2 separate regions of the Mus musculus genome follow, and region 1 is linked to region 2. A link is a contact called in public promoter capture Hi-C data. All regions are on one chromosome and are shown on one strand. The core of a region is the stretch at or near the end of the contact, and the rest is flanking DNA. Distances in the headings are between cores, read along the strand shown. Region 1 holds the start of Asphd1 (aspartate beta-hydroxylase domain containing 1). Region 2 holds the start of Spn (sialophorin).

The links. Capture Hi-C pulls out chosen DNA fragments and counts their contacts.
Region 1: a contact with region 2 is called in a promoter capture Hi-C map of liver. The contact joins the promoter of Asphd1 here to the promoter of Spn in region 2. A contact is called at or near these places in 7 of 39 promoter capture datasets (the 3T3-L1 cell line, the SN4741 cell line, cranial neural crest and 4 more), 2 of 484 Hi-C or Micro-C datasets (LSK cells and uterus), 7 of 115 datasets of contacts at active chromatin or transcription factors (the 230-238 cell line, SST interneurons, acute myeloid leukemia and 2 more) and 3 of 9 other capture datasets (adipose tissue, liver and pancreatic islet).

The regions. Positions count from the first base shown.
Region 1 is chr7:126,947,843-126,950,542 of GRCm38.p6, reverse strand. Asphd1 (aspartate beta-hydroxylase domain containing 1) reads left to right here and starts at 1,384. Exons shown (of 3, transcript NM_001347657.2): 1 at 1,384-2,272. The coding sequence starts at 1,414. Sez6l2 (seizure related 6 homolog like 2) reads right to left here and starts at 8. Exons shown (of 18, transcript NM_144926.5): 1 at 1-8. It also overlaps a transcript of Kctd13 not described here.
Region 2 is chr7:127,136,518-127,139,217 of GRCm38.p6, reverse strand. Spn (sialophorin) reads left to right here and starts at 1,395. Exons shown (of 2, transcript NM_009259.5): 1 at 1,395-1,471; 2 at 1,851-2,700. The coding sequence starts at 1,885.

The sequences.
Region 1 (2,700 bases), core at 135-2,634, 190 kb after region 2:
CTGAGAAAGGTGTCAAGCCCACGTCAGATCCTGGGGACGGGTGAAAGGAGGGGCCTGGGATTTATTCTCTGACGAGGGAGGAGGAGGAAGTGCAGATGGAGGAAGGAGGGATGCCGAGCCAGGACTGCACTTCCCGAGGCCCCTAGGGGAGAGGAAGGAAACTCTGGTCCCAGTAGTAATTAGGTTCCCTCCCGGCGCCATTCCAGAACATCTGGTATCTGCACCTGGTCTTCCTAAGGTGTCAAGAGTAGGCACAGCTTGGTTCACGTCTTCCTGGCCTGTCCAGTATGTCCTCTGTCCACACCCGGACCTCCCCGCGGGCCTTCACTATGCCCTTTATGGAAGCTCAGGTGGGATGGGCTCGCCCCTCCCGCAGGAAAATGGGGAGTATCCAGGTTTGTAAGGAGCCTGATGGGTATGTGTTGAGACTCCCTTCTCTAGCAGGCGACCTGACAGAGACCTGCAGCCTAGCGGCTACCACCCGTGATCTACTGGCTCTGCCACTGAGCAAGCGAGTGCCCTTTCAGCACCTGGGCGCGAGGACAGCTCCCGGCCCCGCCTGCACGGGCGGCCTTGAAGCCACTGATTGGCTGAAGCCGCTTTCGCGAACCCGCGTCTTGCTCTGTGCTGGCTCTGGCGTAGCCAAGCCAGGGGAAAGGGGAGTCACAGGCCGACCTCTCCAGGGACCCGCAGGCCCACGGCCGGACTCGCAGTTCCAGAGCACCGGCCTCACGAGCGGGTCAGGGCTCTCGCCCCGCCCCCGAGTCTGCCCTGCCCTTCTTTTCGCATTGCGGGGCGGCTAGAGGTTGGCACTGTGTCCCTGTACCCCACGTGGCGCTCGGTCAGGGCTGGGGGAGGGGGTCTGGAGCGGCAAATCCAGAGAGAAGTCTCCCCCCACCCCCCTTGCAGGGCTGGGCTGCGGCTGCCTCTGGGAGGGGTCCTGGGTAGCTAAACAGAGAGGGTTGCGGGAAGGAGTGACGTCAGGGTGAGTGGGCGCCCAAGAAGGGGTGTGTAGGAGGTCGGGAATCGGAGAGGACAGACCCGACCCTTTCGAGGGAGAAGACAGGTCAAGGAGAGAGGAAAGAGAAAGAGCCGCTATAGAGTGGGGCTGCGGGCCAGGTGGAGTAGGAACCGCTGTTGTCAGGGGAAGCTAGAAGAAAAAGAAGGGGTCGATAAGGAAAGGGGGGCTGGAGTGGAGGGAGGAGAAACCAGCTGAGACTGGGAGACTGAGGGTGGAGAGAGGAAAGGAAGAGGAGACTGCGGGAAGGGGAAAGGAGAGAGGAACCACAGAAGGAAGAGAGAACAAGAGTGATCTCCGAGTGGAGACAAATAGAAAAGGAAGGGGAGAAAGAAAGAGGGAAGTGAGGGGAAGGTTTGTTGGGGGGCCTGTAGGAGGAGTGAACAGGAGTGGGGATGTGGAAGGGAGGGAATCAGGAAGCAGTCATCGAGGGGTCAGGTGGAGAACTGGGGGTACCAGGGAGCTGGGGTCTGCAAGATGCAGCTTGCCACTTAGCCAGGGCCTCTTTGCCTATCATGTTTCCATGGCCACTGCCTCTAGGCTCCTCAGCCCTTACTATGCTCCTCGGAGCCCTCACTTCTCTGTTCCTTTGGTATTGCTACCGACTGGGTTCCCAAGACATGCAGGCCCTGGGGACCGGGAGCCGAGCTGGGGGTGTTAGTGGTATGCCTGATGTATGTTCTCAGACTGGCCCAAGGGGCCTTGGGGATTCTGGAGAAGGACCCAGGGCAGAAGGTCTAGTGAGCAGGCGGCTTCGGGCCTATGCCAGGCGTTACTCCTGGGCTGGGATGGGTAGGGTGAGGCGGGCAGCTCAGGGAGGCTCTGGCCTCACAGGAGGGGCAGGGGTCATGGGCATTCAGCGCCCTGGCTTACTTTTTCTACCAGACCTGCCTTCGTCCCCCTTTGTACCACGTGATGCCCAGAGGCATGACGTGGAGCTCCTACAGAGCAGCTTTCCCGCCATTTTGCGGGACTTCGGGGCTGTGAGCTGGGACTTCTCAGGAACTACTCCTCTGCCTCGGGGCTGGTCCCCACCCCTGGCCCCTGGGTGCTACCAGCTCCTGCTGTACCAAGCAGGCCGATGCCAACCCAGCAACTGCCGGCGGTGCCCAGGAGCCTATCGGGCACTGAGGGGGCTACGGAGCTTCATGAGTGCCAATACCTTCGGCAATGCTGGCTTTTCCGTTCTACTGCCTGGGGCCCGGCTTGAGGGCCGCTGTGGACCCACCAATGCTCGGGTTAGATGCCATCTGGGTGAGTATAGCCTGTCTACAAACCTTCCATCTTTCCTACTTTACTACCTCTTTCTGCACTTTGGTTCTTTTCTCAGAATCTTCCCCAACCAGATCTGAGTTCTGTTTTTATGCATCTATCCAGTCAGTGGTGGCTTACACAGTGTCCCACGCTGACTCTTTGTCTCCAACCACCAGCCACCCTCCCCCCTTTTAACTTAAAAGAAATTCTCACTGAAATGTAAGTGGTCAGTGTTACTTGCCCTGAAGAGGAAATACCCAGAAAATGAATTTTAAATTGTAAAAAGAGACTGCTTGGAGCAGGGCATGGTCTTGCATGCCTGTAATCTCAGCACCTGGGAGACTGAGGCGAGGATCACAAGTCTGAGGCAAGCCTGGGTCTTATTTCTCTTTTATTTAGTCTAGGGAGTATAGTGAGATAATCTACAT
Region 2 (2,700 bases), core at 146-2,645:
CTTACTTGGGGCTTGGGGATGGCTCCGTGCGGCTCTGTGAGGTTCCATGCGGCTCGGTGTAGAGCACTTACTCAAGCAGCACTGAGGCCCTGGGATAAATCTGCATAAAACACCCCACTCAGCTAAAGACTTTTTGTTACTTTCTTTCTTAAAGATTTATTTTATTTATATGAGTACACGGTAGCAGTTTTCACACACACCCAGAAGAGGGCATCAGATCCCATTACAGATGGTTGTGAGTCACCATGTGGTTGCTGGGAATTGAACTCAGAACCTCTAGAGGAACAGTCAGTGCTCTTAACCACTGAGCCATCTCTCCAGCCCATGGTTAATTTTTTAATATAGGTCTTTCTAGAAGTTTTCTTTTCTTTTTTTTTTAATATTTATTTATTTATTGTATGTAAGTACACTGTAGCTGTCTTCAGACACTCCAGAAGAGGGCATCAGATTTCGTTAGGGATGGTTGTGAGTCACCATGTGGTTGCTGGGATTTGAACTCGGGACCTTCGGAAGAGCAGTCGGCGCTCTTAACCACTGAGCCACCATCTCACCAGCCCTAGAAGTTTTCTTTTTTAAATAAATCTATTATTATTATTATTATTATTATTATTATTATTATTATGAACAACTCTGTAGACCAGGCTGGCCTCGAACTCACAGAGATCCACATACCTCTGCTTCCTGAGTCCTGGGATTAAAGGTGTGCTCCACCACACCTGGCCGTTAAGTAAATCTTAATTTATTTTCATATTTGTATATGAGTACCTGTCTGTACCTATGTGGGTTGGTGCCCTTGGAGGCCAGAAGAGGACGTTGGATCCTCTGGATTATGGGGTGGTCGTGAGCCACCAAGCTGGAACTGAACAGGTCTCCTTCAAGGGCTCCAAACCTTTCAGCCATCGCTCTAGCTCTCCTAGTTCTCTAAGACCATAGCATGTGCAATGTTAGTACTAGCTTAAACTGGGGGCCACAGGAGTGACCTCAATTCCCTGTGGCTCTGGCAGGGTTCAGCAGCCCTAAAAACCTTTCAGGACCACGAGCAGAGTTGAGAGGTTTTCCCCGGCCCTGCAGCTTTCTTGGAGCTCTTCGGCAGGAAGTGCACCCACAGTCTCAGGGTCTCAGGTTCTGGCCAAACAGCTTGAGGAGCAAGGGAGGGAAAGGAAACGGTTCTCCCCTCCATATCTTCCACTCCACCCCTACTCCCCATCACTCATCTCTGACACTTGGACTCCAGTGAAAACCTAAGAATTCCCGTCTGGACCCCGAGCATCCTTTCATGCCTCCACTGAACCCTTGGGTCCCCACAAGCAACTATGGGAGTAGGAATGGGTGGGGCAGGATGCAGGGGTGGAGTGGGTGGAGCCAAGACCCACTTCCTTTCCCCCTGGGGCTCAGTCTGCCCCAGTCCTGACCAAGCCTCAGGAAGAACTGGAGGTACTTGCCCTGGCCCTGTGCCTTAACCATTAATCTGGTAAGAGGGTATGATCTTGCTGGGTACGGGGGTGGGGATGCTCAGAGGATGAAGGAATGTACCTATAGTTTGAAAAGATGAATAGGGTGAGGGGGTAAGGGAGTCCAGAGCCACGGGCTGGAACAATGAATGAAGGCCAGGGGGACATGGCTGCTCTGGAGTCTGAGCTGCCAAGGCCAGGGTGGGAGTCACTGGCGCCATCTGTTCCCCTGTTGTCTCTGATAATAGTGAAAGCAAGAATGGAAAAACAAAACAAAACAAAAAAAAAACGTTAAACCACAAGATGGGCTTGGCAGTTGGCAGGGAAGTGGGCAGAAGGAGTGGGGCTGGCCAAGTTTCCCTCCCCAACCGCGTTCTTCTGTAACTTCCCTACATTCAGGTCCCAACTCCTGCTCCTGCCTGTCCCTCTGGAGATGGCCTTGCACCTTCTCCTCCTCTTTGGGGCATGCTGGGTCCAGGTGGCGAGCCCAGACAGTCTGCAGAGGACGACGATGCTACCATCTACCCCACATATCACAGCTCCAAGTACCTCTGAAGCCCAGAATGCCAGCCCATCAGTTTCTGTGGGGTCAGGGACAGTGGACTCGAAGGAGACCATCAGCCCCTGGGGGCAGACCACAATCCCAGTTTCTTTGACCCCCTTGGAAACTACTGAATTGTCTTCTTTGGAGACTTCTGCTGGTGCCAGCATGAGCACCCCTGTACCTGAGCCTACTGCCTCTCAGGAAGTTTCCAGCAAGACATCAGCACTGCTTCCAGAACCATCAAATGTAGCCAGTGACCCTCCTGTCACTGCAGCCAATCCTGTGACAGACGGACCTGCAGCCAATCCTGTGACAGACGGAACTGCAGCATCTACATCTATCTCTAAAGGAACCAGTGCACCCCCCACCACTGTGACAACAAGCTCTAACGAGACCAGTGGACCCTCTGTGGCTACAACAGTAAGCTCCAAGACCAGTGGTCCCCCTGTCACCACAGCTACTGGGTCTCTGGGGCCCTCGAGTGAGATGCATGGACTCCCTGCTACCACAGCAACCAGTTCTGTGGAGAGTTCCAGTGTGGCCCGTGGCACCTCAGTTTCCAGCAGAAAAACATCCACGACGTCTACCCAAGATCCCATAACCACCAGGTCACCAAGCCAAGAATCAAGTGGCATGTTACTGGTGCCCATGCTTATTGCCTTGGTGGTGGTTTTGGCCCTCGTGGCGCTACTGCTGTTGTGGCGC